Linked DNA regions of Mus musculus: regions 2 and 3 are each linked to region 1. Evidence: chromatin contacts called from public promoter capture Hi-C data. All regions are on one chromosome and are shown on one strand. The core of a region is the stretch at or near the end of the contact, and the rest is flanking DNA. Distances in the headings are between cores, read along the strand shown.

Region 1 (5,031 bases), core at 146-2,645:
CAGTAAATCAGATTGACAAAGGAAGTGAACCTCTTAAAAATAAAAAAGACTAAATAAATATAAGGTGTTAAATATTCTGAATAAGAAAGGGGGCTGAGAGGCCTAGAAAGATGAAAAGCCCTACAGTAACATTAAATTTGAATTAAAGGATACCGTTATTTAAATAAGCAGTTGGCATTTTGTAGAGGGAAGGCCAACGAACACTGACTATTAAACAGCTATCCATCACTGCGCTGTTCTGCTAGTCCTTATTTACTTATAATATAGAAATGAAGAGGCAGCAACAGTTAGCCACATTAACCACTCAAGCAAAGGTTACCTAAAGAAAATGACCTTACATTTTCCTACACCACTATACAGCTATAGATTATTTTCACATATATGACCTCATATAGTCCTCACTACCTCTCTGATGTGGCTATTATCGACTACACCGCATAGATAAGAAACTGAGGCTCCGTCCGAGATCTCCTCAGTGCGAGATTTTCTCAGTCGCCCAGTCGGACCCAGACATTCTGATTATGCCGCACGCATTATGCCGCACATTTCGCATAGTTCTATTTAAGGCACAAACAGGATTTTTAAAGGGAAGGAACCGGTTAAGGGGGAAATAATCATGGTACCTGCAGCTCTATGCTGCAAAAAATGGCTGAATTATGCTTCTTCCTTTTTTTCTCCTCTCTCTCTCTCTCTCTCTCTCTCTCTCTCTCTCTCTCCCCCCTCCCACCAGAAAAAAATTTACATTTCAAACAATTTAAGTAAACTCAAAAGACAAATTAGCTCCCAGCATCTACAAAATGTTTGAGTGCGGCCAGTGCGGTGAGGGCCACGGAACCCGTGCCTTCCTCGGGGCCGCGAGCAAAGCCTGGGCTCCGCAGGCCGGCGGCCAGGGGCGGCTACGCACCTCGGGGGTCCTGTCCAGCCTCTAGTGGACGGCAGTCTGCATCAGGAAGAAGTGGGCCAGTGGCCGAACGGTGGGAGGGTCGGGCGCCGGGATGGACCGCGATAGCTCCTCGAACCTCTACAAGGGGCCGCTCCCTGGCCGGGCCGGAGCGCTCCGGCGCCGGGCGAGCTCGCAAGCCCGAGGCCCCCCGAGAAACAGTCCTGGGAAAGAAGACAGCGGTTGAGTGGCGAGTCCAAACAGTTGGGCTAGGCGTGACGCGCGCGGCGTCGGGGCCGGGGCCCAGCCTCGCCAATACCGGGGGATGTCGCGGCACTGCACGGGGCTCGGCTGGAGAGGCGACTCAGGACCACCAACTGGGGGACAGCTGAGGGGGCCGAGGGCAACAGAAACGCCAGCGGGAACCACATACACGACGGCGTCTCCGGGTTTCTGCCCCCAAAGCGCGCGGAGCCTCGGGATCACCCACGCCGGGGGTGGAGGAAAGCGGGAAAGGGGCGGGAAAGGGGCGGGGCGTGAGAGGGCCACGAGCCAGGGGCCGCTCCGGGCCTCGCGCCCCCTGCGGGCCGAGGGAGCCGCCCGGGGCCCGCCCAGGGGGGCGGGGCCCACGGGCTAGGGGCCCGGGCCAGGGTCTCGAGGACGCAGAGCCGAGCCTGTCCCCGAGAGAGGGCGGGGACTGGAAGCCGTGGGTTAGGGAGCAGGCCTGGGAGGCCCCCTTAGCCCCTGAAGGCGCCCCGTGGGGGCCGGCGCGCCGCCTGGCGGGTGTTTACCTTCCCCCTGGTTGAACGCCAATGCCGCCATCTTTCAGCCCAGGCGCGTCACTTCCGGCGCCACGGAACGGGAGCCGGTGTGGGAACCGGGTAGAGGGAGGGTTGTCCCACGCCAGCTGCGCGCCTTGCCCCAGAGGCGGGCCTGCTACTGTAGTGGGGTTGGGGGGTGACGCGGCGGGGCCGGGGCCAGAGAGAAAGGAGGTAGAGGGGCTCTGCAGGAGGGATCCGCTGAGGTTGACCCTCAGAGCCCTGCCGTCGAGGCTGGAGAGACTCGGCCGTGCACTTCCACCCCTGCAGCAGGGTCACTCCGCCTGGCCCGGAGGTGGGCCCCGTGGCGCTGCAGCGAACACACAGTGCGCAAGTTGAGGGCTAGGAAACCTGGAAAATTCCATTTTTGCATCTTGCACACCGTCGGATGAGGGGAGTTTTGCCAATGGTACCTGTTATAAAAGTGACTAGGTGGACGCCAAATGGCAATCATTTTTTATAAGGCAATTTGCAATGAATCATTGCGTCACGGTTCCACTTAGCTTATCGCATGCAAATTACATGTTTCACATGCAAATTTCCCAGAGATGGAAAGAGTCATCGAAAATGGCATTATCTTCACCAAAGGTAGAAAAGTACGAGCTAAAAAAGCGGGTTTGTTTTGCATCAAAATAGGCAAGAAGGAATATACAGAAGGCACCAATTTCAGTTGTTCCTTGAGGAGGGGTCTGTTTGTTTTACAAATCTGCTCTAGAATTCTAGGTCATGGCTTTTAAATACTACCCTTACTTGATTTAAGAAAATGGAAATACACTGTAAGACTTTTGTAAATTTATTATATATCTCTGTAAGAGAGCTGTAGATGACAAATACACAGTTGAAGCCACTGGTTCTACGACCAGTTAAAAATTAAGACAACCGTTAACCATTTCTGATCTTAACAGATCTCTTTGCTTCCCCTGTCTCTAGCTCCACCACCGAAGCCCATCCCCCACCCCCACATCGCCACTTCTCTCTAAATGAATATCCTGATGAACTTTTCAAGAGACTGTGACTAAAAGTGATCAGTATCTCTTTCTAACAAACTTGATTAACATGCCACATTTCCCAAGAGGCCAAAGTAGCACATCGTGTACTGTTTTGCTGAAGTACACTACTTCATTGTAAAAATAATTATTATTTTGAAAATAGGAAATAATCTCTTTTCTGACTTAAACACTGAAAGTTCAAAACTTGTCTCACCTATTCTGTTTTTTCCAGTAGCCCCTTTAATGCCTTTATTTGTGTTGGTTATTTTTAAATCCTAGCTGGTTGGGTGGGTGAGCTGGCTCAGCAGGTAAGGGTGCTTGCCACAAGAGTTCTAGCCTCAGGATCCACAGAGTGGAAGAGAGAACTCTCTTCACTCACAAGTTGTTCTCTGACCTTGACATGTGTCATGCCTGCACACATACACACTTAAACAAAAGATAGTAAACAAAAGATAGTAACAAGATCTTAAATTCTAGTTTGCTATCTTTGTATATTACTGCTTGATTACCCCAGAATGTATTACCTTAAAACAACACATTTAAAACTTAAACTATAAAATTAACTTTCAATTGCACACATTCAATGTCTGAATTTTATGTTTTATATGTCATAAATAGCTAAAAGAGTTGAATTTTTTTACATTAACTAACAGACATGCATTTTAAGCTATACATTACCATAAGTGAGTGATCTGTCTAGAGGTTTCTTTCTGTTTCTGACTTGGAAAACAGACGTGTTTGTCTGGTGTAATAGGTATGTATAACAGTGAGTGGTGTCACAACGTATTCTGATCAGTATACACATTCTCTGGCGTCATGTGATCTCATCTGGCATTTTCTTCTGTTGCTCTGCCCAAAATCTTTTCAAAACGACTTTCCTGTTTCTGAAAGTGAAGGGTTTGTTTGTTTGTTTGTTTGTTTGTGGGTTTTTTGGTTTGGTTTTTTGTTGTTGTTGTTTTTTGTTTTTTGGGGTTTTTTTTTTTTTGCCAATATGTATGAGTGTTTGGCTGCTTGTGTGTATGTGCACCTGCTGTGTGCCTGGTGTCCATCGAAGTTAGAAGGTATCATATCCCCTGGAACTGAAGTTACATGGAGCCACCATGTGGACACTAAGACTAAGCCTCTGCATGAACAGCATATACTCTTAACCACTGAGCATCGCTCCACCTTCCTATACTGTGTCTTTCCACCCATCTATATATGTTTACTATATAGAACCCCCCCAAAGCTATCCTTAACAAATGATGCTGAGCCAGGATAGGTGCTTGCCACACAATCCCCCAGAACCCACATAAAAGTGGAAGATGAGAATCGACTCTACAAGGTTGTCCTCCGACTTCTACGTGTATGCTGAGGCATACCCATCATATACATACACATCATATACATACACATCATATACATACACATCATATACATACACACTGATTTAATTCTAAAAATAAATGTAGATGATGCCACTTTCACTTCTCTCCCTAGGGATGAAAGCTAAGCCCTCGCTGTTTTTTCAAGTACTGTATTATATATAGGATGGTCTAACATTTTAATACCCAGGAAAATAAAACCCCTTTATCTAAATAAACTGACACCTGCTGCAGTAATTCCTGTTTTCACTTGCAGCAGGCATCGCTTAACAACAGTGATATATTCTGAGAAATGAATAAGCAAGTGATTTTACTGTTAGGCAAACCTAGACAGACACCTAATATGGCGCACATGTTTAATCCCAGTGAGGCAGAAGCAGAGACAGGTAGGTCTATATGAGTATAAGGACAGCTTCATCTACATAGTGAGTTCCAGGCCATTGAGGGGCTACCTAGTGAGACCTCATCTAAAGAGAAAAAAACTATATAGTTTTTCTCAGTACCATGGTTTGCTATGACTGGCAGTGCAGTAGGTTTCTTTATACCAGAATCAACCACAAAAGGTGTAATGTGTTGCACTCCAGTGTAAAGATAGCTGTAACATCAGTAGGTAGTGGGGATTTTTCAGCTCCATTATAATCTTTTGAGTACAGTCTGTAGTTGATTGAAACTACATCCTATCTATCAATCGATTGATCAATCTATTTTACATTTCTTTAGTTGGGGAGGGAGGCATAGAGACCAGACAACTTGCAACAGTTAGGTTCTTCTTTCCACTATGTGAGTGCAGGGAATTGAACTTAGGTTGTCAAATTCAGGTTGTCACACTTGGTAGTAAATGCCTTTAATGCTGAGACTTGTCACTGAATCTAACTTTTTTTTTTTAGACAGCCTTTCAATTATCCCAGGATGGTCTTGAACACATTATTCAGCCAAGAATGTCTTTGATCCTCTTTCGCCCACCTCCTCAGTACTGGAAT
Region 2 (4,873 bases), core at 1,915-4,414, 560 kb after region 1:
TTTTATAATTTCTTCAGCAGTACTAATTTTTTTCTATTTAGTCCTTTCCTTTTGTATTTTTCTGCAATGCAACTAAAGCAGCTGGAAAGACTACATGTTTTCCCTTTAGAAAATTTTCACCTGAAGTATATATTGAATATAATTCAACAGCATTATCAATTTGCACCTAAAATATGGATTGCTATAAAGCCTTGTTTATTCATAGGAAAAATATGGATTGCTATAAAGCCTTGTTTATTCATAGGAAAAATATGGATTGCTATAAAGCCTTGTTTATTCAAAGGAAATCCCAGTCTCCCTTTCAATGACTGGGAGAAAAGATCTGACATCAGAGGTGGATTCTGAGTATCGTATTGAAGTTTCATTCCGAAACTGACTTCTCTCAAATCTTTCACAAACAAAACAAAACAAAAAACAAAGTTACTTATGCAACTTAATATTCATACCCTGTTGCCTGTGGATGGCTGTTACATGAGTGGCCCACATATGACTAGCTTGGGTGAATAGGGAAACACAGACTTTATAACATTTGAATGATGGAATTCTTAGGAATGCTTCATGATCAACAGAAAAAAGAAACCAAAAACAAAACAAAACAAAACAAAAACAAACCAGAAAATGGTAAGTTCCCATTTTCCTGTCCCACTCCCTCTCTTCATCAAAAAACATCATTAAGTAATTACTGTGTGCCTTAGTTACTGAAGCAAAACCCCAGGCAAAGACCAGTTAGCTATGAGAAATCAATCAAAATGTAGGGCATAACCAACTCCATAGTGAAAGTTTGCTCCTAACAAAAAAGATGCTTCACAAAATCTAGTTTAAGCAGGTACTTAAATAGCCAATTTCAGCAGCCCACAGAAACCTTTTATCAAAGTATATCAAAGCAATTATTTCAACAATTCCATTTTGGAACACACCTCTCTTACCTCTGTGGTGCTTGTGTAGCCCCAGCCCCGCAAAAAGATAGGAAGAGACTGCATCTCACTTGAAGAACAAATTCTACAGGCACGAGATCATACTTTTCAGGTATACCCCTCTGAGTTTAGTGCCTACCTGTGGCCCTTCAAAGCGATCTTTAGGGAGTTAGTTTCTCTGAAGGAATTCTGTCAATCCCTTATTTCTGCACATGTGTGGAAGGAGAAGGTGAGGCACTGCTGGGTTTGGCTCTGGTCAGTTACTACCTGAGAGAAGCTCAAAGCAAAAGAATGAACTGAACTTAGTCCCTTCCGGGATTACCTGTGCACACCCCTCTCAGGCCAACTAGGCAAGGAGTGGAACAGCTAAATGGTGAGAGGGAAAGAAAATATATTAAACTGGGGCTGGATACTGCCTTTCTCTCTGCTGCCTAAACTCTTTATCCAAAGGGGTATGTTTTCAAGTTTGTATATTGCACTTATTTAAAATGTATATTCTGGGAGATTTTGTGATTCACTTTTAGCGGTCAGTTTTTTCCACTATTAAACCATGAGTTGTTTAGTGGCCCAGAGGAATTTTTAAATAACCAACTTATCAGAAAAATTTATATGACAGAAGTGCACAGAGGCCACATGACTTATGTCACACAGTCACTGGCTAATGGGCTAAGAAGTAGTTAATATTGAAATACCCTAAAAACATGCCTCAAAACATAGAAACTGCTCTAATATAACTCCCCGCTGGTTATCTGATTTCAGAAAGTTGATCCAAGCCTGCCTTCAAACCCTTATTAAGAAATAACAGTTCAATAGTGGATTAGCATTGAAATCTGTAAGTCCAGATTATGTGGGGGCTCATATAAAATTCTACACCAAAAAAAACCCCAAAACAAAAACAACAACAAACCTCTTTAAAAAAAAAAAAAGTCTCCCTACTGTCAAACTGCACAGCCAATCAAAACACTTTACGTTTTAACTTGGAAGAAATCCTTGAAGAAAGGATAACTCTAGTCTGTGTCTTGGATTTGGGGGTTCAAAGAGCAGTATCCCCAGGTTGTATAGGATTTCAAGCTTCAAGAAACCTACAATTTATTTGACTTTTTTATTTTTTTTTTAATTCCTTGAGGCCAGGTTTGCTGAAGTGGTTGAGAAGAAACTTCCCCATTTACCTAAAGAATAGAACAAGTGTGAAAGAAGCTGCTCAATAGAGACACAGTTACTGAGAGAGAAGAAAGCTCTAGCCCTGTTTCTGTACTTTCATTCTTAAAGGCATGCATCCCCATTCTAAATAAACGTAGCATCTCCAGGTTGCCATTGCCTGACTAGAAATCTTCAGTATCGTCCTAAAAAGGTTCACGCTTCCTTTTCAACGCACGTTCTTTCTACATGCAACCTCAAGGTATATATCAGAGGAATGAGGGTGTTTTGTTTTCATATAGTTTTCGTTTGCCATTAGGTATGAAAGAAAGAGAGAGAAAGAAAGAACGAAAGAAAGAAAGAAATCGTTCCTGAGCTAGAATTTAGAACTTCACCGGGGAAGCAGTCCAAGGTTTGTGAAGAAGAAAACCATTTTAAAACTGTGACAATGCACCTAAAAGGGAGGGGGGGGGGAGGTCATTCTTTCTTCTCCCAAAGCACAAAAAAGCACAACATATCCCCAGCAGCCCGTTTCCTACCCAGCCAATACAATAATGCTTTGTAAGCTGAGAACAGTGTCCGGTATAGGAGCTAAGTATAAACAGCTGAGAAGGATTAGGCTGCAGCTCCATTCTCATTTACATGAAAATCCTGTAAGCATTTTTTTTTTCCTCGCTGGCTGCGGGCACAGAAGGAACTCTTTTGTGCCATAGCCACGCATACATTTCCATCCTTTGTCTTTACTTACCAGTCGAGGCTGTGGGCATGTGTGCTCTATTTCCTCCATGGTTTCTGAGGGAGGCTCATTGGAAAGGGATTTTGGGATACCTGTTTCTGACTCAGCATCAGTGGTAAGTACTGGCATGGCCAGTGAATGCTCCCTCCAGCTCTACACCCTCTGGGAGTCTCCTCCCAGGCAAAGAATGTTTTCTTTGTCACGTATTTTTCTCTTCCCTACCCATCCCCCTTCTTCTTCCCTTCTTTTTTGTCTTCCCTGGGGGGAAGTAAAGAGGTTACCCCCACCCCCACCCCCAACGCACACACCACCCTTTTCTTTCTCGGAGAAGCCCAGAGGCAGGGCCTCAGTTTATCACTATAACAACCAGACAGCACGGGAGCGTCTGGTGCGGATACAGTATCCTCATTTGCATGGAGCACGCTGGTTGGTTACTGTCATCATAGTACCACTCCACCTGGGAGCGGCCGGGGCCCATTGGCTGGCCTGCCTTACCCACCGGGCCTGAACTTGCTGCTTTTGTTTTTTGCATTTAATTCACTTGTGAAGGTCTCTGTCAGTGCCTGGTAAGGACTCCCTGCACTTCTTAGATAAGATAAAGCTGTTTCCTGAGGTGCCCCAGACGCGTCGCAAAAGAGCATAAAGGACCATTCCCTGGCATGAGCATTTAATGCAGTTGTAGTCAGAACATTTGCTAAATAGGAATCGTTCTGAAGGCAGAGCCACTTTAAAGCCCCAAACCACTAGGTCAATTGCCCACTGGCTTCTGAGGGCTTGTCCGGCAACTCACTGTGGGCATCCGAGTGTTCATCTTCTGGACTGCATAAGACAGGAACACTGACAGATGCCTAAGGCCTGTTGTAACTCTGTCTATCCCTGGGGCTGCTCCAGGAGGAAGTTTAAAGGAGGTAGGTTGTCTTTGACAGCCTGCCTCCCAGGTCTAACTGCCCTCTCTTCCTCAGCCAGCCTTTCCCCATTAGTCTTACTGTCATCTGTTCCACAGTACACTTATCTAACATCCCTATATCCTATAGTATAGGGCCTAGACTCCTATCCAAGTGCTCATGGAAATCTGAGGGAAAAAAAACCACAGTGATGTGCCTTAGTGTTTACATTATCCTAAAACATCAGTGTAAGAGGAGTCTGAAGACACACATTCCAAGGAAAGAACTTGCAAAAGTGTTTGTTCTAGTGAAATGCCATGTCTAATATTAGTAAGAAATAAAATCACTAGTATTTGTTAAGCACAGGTGCAGTGCCAAGTACTTTACTTAGATCTTCCTTAATCTTCATAAGAACCCAAAGCAGATCCTATTATTATCCCCACGTTCTAAGTAAGGAAATTGCAACTTAGAGTAATTGCGTAGGGTCTCAAAGTTCATAAGCAATGGAGCTGGCATTTGAAGAAGAGGGAGGAGGAGCAGGGAGGGATACAGCAAGTGTAGCACAAAAGGAACTAAGGAAGAATCCATTCAAGCCGAATAAATCCTTATGCTTCCAAAGCTTTCATTTTGTGTTTCTAACTACGGTTTCTATCCAAGTGTGGCCACAGACCAGCAGTGGACAACAACAGAATCACCAGCCAGCAATGTCTTAGGAGTGAAAACTATAGGTCCCATGACAGATCCAAAAATCAAATTTTGCAGGTTTGAGGTGGGGCTTGCATTTGCATTTTTAGTGAGCTTCTTGGTAATTCTAATGCTGCAGGTATGGGGACCATAACTTGAGAAACAGTGGTTCACAGGATGGAATAAAAATACCAGTCTTAGCCGGGCGTGGTGGCACACGCCTTTGATCCCAGCACTCGGGAGGCAGAGGCAGGCGGATTTCTGAGTTCAAGGCCAGCCTGGTCTACAGAGTGAGTTCCAGGACAGCCAGGGCTACACAGAGAAACCCTGTCTTGAAAAAACAACAAACAAACAAACAACAACAAACACTAAAACAAACAGACAAACAAAACCCCACCAAAGTTGTCGATTTAAGTCAGGATGACGTAGCTCACTTGACACTATCACCTATGCTTAAGAGAACTCTAGGGACTAGAGAAATGGCTCAGTGGTTAAGAGCACACACCGCTCATGTTAGA
Region 3 (4,859 bases), core at 592-3,091, 600 kb after region 1:
AAAAGAGAAGAAAAATGACTTAAGTACCCCTTGTTTAAATACTGCCTATTTATACCACATATATTTTATGGTCTAGAAGTTTGTTAAATATCTGAGTCCCCCTTTTTGTTTTTGGTAAAGCCCAGAAACAGTCTTTCTTCCTTTGTAAATGCACCCAAATGAAAGCCCATGTTTCATCCCCCCCCCCCCCCCCCCCCGAGACAGGGTTTCTCTGTATAGCCCTGGAGCCATCTCACTGGTCCAAATGACGTTATCTTTTTTTTTTTTTTTCCAAGACAGGGTTTCTCTGTGTCCTGTGTCCTGGCTGTCCTGAAACTCACTCTATAGACCAGGCTGGCCTCGAACTCAGAAATCTGCCTGCCTCCAAATGATGATATCTTAATGGAATTGTACAGATATTATTTCAACTAAATTTCACAATAATTCCTTAGATAAGTAGAAGCAACTTATAAAAGAAGAAACTCAGGTCTCTGAAAGTAGTCCAAAGTTATATAAAAGTTATATAATTCAAATCCCAAGCCTGACTCCACCTGAACTTTAAATCCTCCCAATATTAAAAAGAGCATTATAAACAGAAAACATTTATAAGTCAATCATCTTTGCAAAAGACACATTTTGGGAATGGGTTTTATAGGCCTAAATATTTGATATATTTTTTGCAATTAGGTATGTACACATGTGTGACGGTTTGTATCTGCTTAGCCTAGGGAGGTGTGGCCTTGTTGGAGTAGGTGTGTCACTGTGAGGCTTTAAGACCCTACTCCTAGCTGTTTGGAACTTAGTATTCTGTTAACAACATTCAGATGAAGATGTAGAACTCTTAGCTCCTCTTGTACTGTGCCTGCCTGTATGCTGCCATGCTCCTGTCTTGATGATAATGGACTGAACCTCTGAACCTGCAAGGCAGCCCCAATTAAATATTGTCCTTTGTAAGACTTGCCTTGGTCATGGTGTCTGTTCACAGCAGTAAAAGCCTAAGACAACATTCATTTACCATTTCCTTTTGATGTTTGTTCATTAAACTTTCCCTCTTTTTTTTTTCTTTGCTTCTCTTTCTGTCTATCCAACTCTCATTCTTTTTGAGGCATGAACTTCTTTGGCTTCAAACTTAGAAGTTCATTTTGGGCTCAAAGTTACCACCCTCTTGTCTCAGCCTCCCAAGAGTAAAGTTTACTGATTAACCTCCCTCACCCGCTTTGAGGTGAGTGTTATTTTTTGTCAACAACTGTCTTAAAAGAACTAAGCAAATAAAACAAATCCAAAACACACAAGTTATTTTGTTACTTTTTCAATTGTATCACATCAGGAGTGAGTCATGAAGTAAGATTGTTACATTTGGAGGCTGTCACTTCAGCTATGTGCTTGAGGGAAATACGTTTTGGTGGATAACACTCAGAGAGACAAGGTACAGGGCAAGAATCAGATTGTATTTGTCGAAGAAGTCACTCTTTTGGGGCCGGGGGCAGAGATGGAGGGCAGCAATTGAGAGACAATTTATACCCGCCCGCACTTCTTTTCCCAGAAAATATCTCTCGTGACCAGAGAACCCCTTTTCCCATGCGTCCTACGGATTGTTAAAATAGCGTGCATGCGCTTGCGCAGTGCCTTTAGGAGGTTTCTTTTCAGCTCCCGACCGCCTCCTTCTCCAGGTCTCCCCGGTCCTCGCCGAGGTTCCCGCTTTTCGCTCAGGGGTCATCACAGGGCGCCAAATGCACTCCCGCGGGAAGGCCGGGGGCGGGGCGCGGCTCAGCGCCGCACGTCAGTGGCCTTCCGGGCGGAAGTCCGCAGTCTTCCAGGCCGCTGATTGGCTTTCGTACTGGCGCCTATCTTGGCCTCCGCGCCAGTTTCAGGCTGGTTGGCGCGGAATAGAGAGACTATCGGACCATGGCGCCCATGCACGAAGAGGACTGTAAACTGGAGGCAAGCGGTGAGGGAGGATCCCATGCTTAGGGCACGTGGTTGGGAATGTGGGGGTCGCGGTATGATCGAGGGGGAGCGGAAGGTCTCTGCTTTTTATCCTTAAGAAGGTGGCGCGCTCCTAGACCGCCCCTTAGGTCTGTTTGACCGCCAACCTTAATCATTCTGGGCGGAGACCCTAGGGGTGTGGGACGGGGCTTCCTGATGGGGTCACTTGCTGAAGGTATTTTGGCTTGAGCGGTTTCTTTCTCTTATGACAGGCTTCACAGTCGTTGGCTCTTTTCATTTTCTTTGATGAGTCGCAAGCACGTGTGGGTTACAACTTCCATGGCAACCTGCCTCGGCAGGGATTGCTCTCTCCTGCCTGAAACTGTTTCTATGCTCCCTTGGCAGGTCTCGGTTTGAGGGTTTGGAGCATGCCTGTGCCTCCGTTTCTAGGAAGTCCCAGGAAAATTGTTAGCATTGTCATTGAAGTGAGAGATGGAAGTGCTGTCACCAGATATAGATGCATTTCGTTAAGATTTTTTTAGGTTCTACGGGAAGTTCTTCAAGTGCTACATAGAAATACTGTTCAGGTCTAGTCATTTTGGGTGAGGTTTGAAAAAAAGTATCAGTTGAGTAGCATTTCGGATGCCCTATATATCAGGCATTTTGTGAGTAGTAATTTTTTATTTCCAGAAGTAGAGTTCAAAAATGCAGATGGCCTTGTCTGATTCTGATTTTAAACGGTGTTCAGCTAAAGTATGACTTAACTTCAGTTCTAACTTAAAATCAGATACTTTCTTAACCAAGTGTCACATGTCCTGCCATTCACTGTGCATTGCCATTAATGAGATCTTGCTTCGTAATCAGTTTCTTTTGCATTCAGCTAGTTTTAAAATCACAGGTTTCTCTCTCTCTCTCTCTCTCTCTCTCTCTCTCTCCTCTCTCAGACAAATTATTTTGGAGAGTTGACTAGCTTGGATTACAAATGGGCTGTGGGATGTAAGTACATGAACAGTCTGCAGCCTCTATCAGTCATTTGCTTCTAAGTCCTTTTTTCACCCTAAAAAACTGTACGCCATCTGTGCACATCAAGAAATCACTCTTTGGAGGATACTGTGCAATCTTGAGACCCCTCTTAAGTCACAGTGTTGATTAAGTATTTTCTGGGGACTTGTGACTGGAATTTTTCTTTAAAGCATGCCAAAAGATTGTTATGTGGAAGACCGCTTCAGGTTACTGTCCCTGCCTGCTTTGGGGGAGGGTAGAAGTACTCCCAAGTGGTGATTTGAAAACATTATTTCAATCTTTGTGTTTTCCCCCATTGTCTTGTGTCTGTGTGTGTGTGGTGTTTTTTTTTTTGTTGTTGTTTGTTTTTGTTTGTTTTTTTTGTTTTGTTTTGTTTTTTTTTTTTTTTTTTTGCTAATTCACACAGCGTTAAAGACATTGCTTTAAAAAAAAATTCCAGGCTTTTTATGTTGGAAGGTGGGACACCTGGACAGTGTCAGCAAAATGTAGCAAGGCGTGTAATTAGCTGCCATTGTGTATAGAAAGTCATTGGAGGCTTTAATGATAAAAAAATCTGGTATATTGGTTTGTTCAGCAAACATTTATTATGCAAGTACAAGGCATAGGCATTCTGCCAGGCTCTGGCATTAGCATGCTGGGTAGAATGGTGTGGCTTCTGTCTTCATGAGTGGAGAAAGTAAACAGTCATATATAGTACCACATGGAATCTTCCCTGAGGAAATTGCTTTAGTTTTGCTTTCTGAAGCTAGACCAAAGTGTTGACTAGGTGCCATGTGTGGAATGTATGCATGTGCATATGTTTGATTATCCTACAACCTTACACAACTCACACATGTGTGTGCACACACACGTGCACATGCATGCACATGCATTTCCCATACAGTTGTAGTCACACATGCACACCCAATTTCTCTTGTATTGCTAAGTACATAATAAGATAGCCATTCTTATTTAATTCTTAATGGGGAAGATGTATTTTCTCCTTTTCATGAGTGTAAAAGGGTCTTAAAAGGTCTATAAGTAGCTCTTACAAGTAGTGTATGAAAAGAGATTGGGAATTTAATGACCAAAAAAAGGCATTCAGAGGCTCAGTCAGGAACCACTACAACTACTGGAACCAACTCTAGTTGCTTTAAACAAAAGAAATTGATTAGGGTACTATGCAGTTTGCAGAGATCCTGTAGGACTGGGAAGCCACTCTGGGGGCTGCTTAGCCAGAAATGGTGATTTCTGCTGTGCCAGAGAACTGAGCCAGAGAGGTCATTGTCACCTATGGCAAAATATTCAGATGTTACAGCTTATACCTTAAGATATATTTATTGGACTCAGCCGGGCATGGTGGCGCATGCCTTTAATCCCAGCACTCGGGAGGCAGAGGCAGGTGGATTTCTGAGTTCAAGGCCAGCCTGGTCTACAAAGTGAGTTCCAGGACAGCCATGGCTATGCAGAGAAACCCTGTCTCAACCCCCTCCCCCCCCAAAAAAAAGTTCTGTAACAGTTGCCTTTTTTTTTTTTTTTTAAACACAAACTTTCTTAGTACTGGTCTGGTCTACTCCCTTGGAACATTAGTCTCCAATTTAAAATCTGAGCCCCTGTTTGTCATTGGTAGAGACTATTTTGCATGCTCATAGCCTAGCTACAAAGTATCTGTGAAGAAAGACTCAGTTGCAGAAACACCCACTGTAGCAGGTCAAATGGGCTCTGAAAGAATTTCTGTTTCAAATACTGGGCAACTTAACAAGGTGAACCTGTCATTGAGGCACATACCTACAGTCCTACCATGTTGAAGGCTGGGGTTGGACGATTATAATTTAATGATAGCCTAGTTACCTGTCTCAGAAAAAAAATTAAAATAAAACAAGGTAGCTGACTGGTAGTCTCATGTCACCCACTAAAAATGGCCAAATTGGGCATCTGTTCCATAATGTCTA

What was found. Promoter capture Hi-C pulls out the DNA fragments that hold promoters and counts their contacts.
Region 2: a promoter capture Hi-C map of fetal liver shows a contact between it and region 1, with 4 times the contacts expected there. The contact joins the promoter of Pcyt1b here to the promoter of Klhl15 in region 1. A contact is called at or near these places in 2 of 39 promoter capture datasets (fetal liver and pre-B cells) and 1 of 9 other capture datasets (adipose tissue).
Region 3: a promoter capture Hi-C map of erythroid cells shows a contact between it and region 1, with 30 times the contacts expected there. The contact joins the promoter of Pola1 here to the promoter of Klhl15 in region 1. A contact is called at or near these places in 1 of 39 promoter capture datasets (erythroid cells) and 1 of 484 Hi-C or Micro-C datasets (uterus).

The regions. Positions count from the first base shown.
Region 1 is chrX:94,231,294-94,236,324 of GRCm38.p6, reverse strand. It overlaps Klhl15 (kelch-like 15), which reads right to left and starts at 1,395. Exons shown (of 3, transcript NM_001039061.1): 1 at 905-1,395.
Region 2 is chrX:93,673,403-93,678,275 of GRCm38.p6, reverse strand. It overlaps Pcyt1b (phosphate cytidylyltransferase 1, choline, beta isoform), which reads right to left and starts at 3,164. Exons shown (of 8, transcript NM_211138.1): 1 at 2,800-3,164. The coding sequence starts at 2,916.
Region 3 is chrX:93,629,137-93,633,995 of GRCm38.p6, reverse strand. Pola1 (polymerase (DNA directed), alpha 1) reads left to right here and starts at 1,841. Exons shown (of 37, transcript NM_008892.2): 1 at 1,841-1,927. The coding sequence starts at 1,885.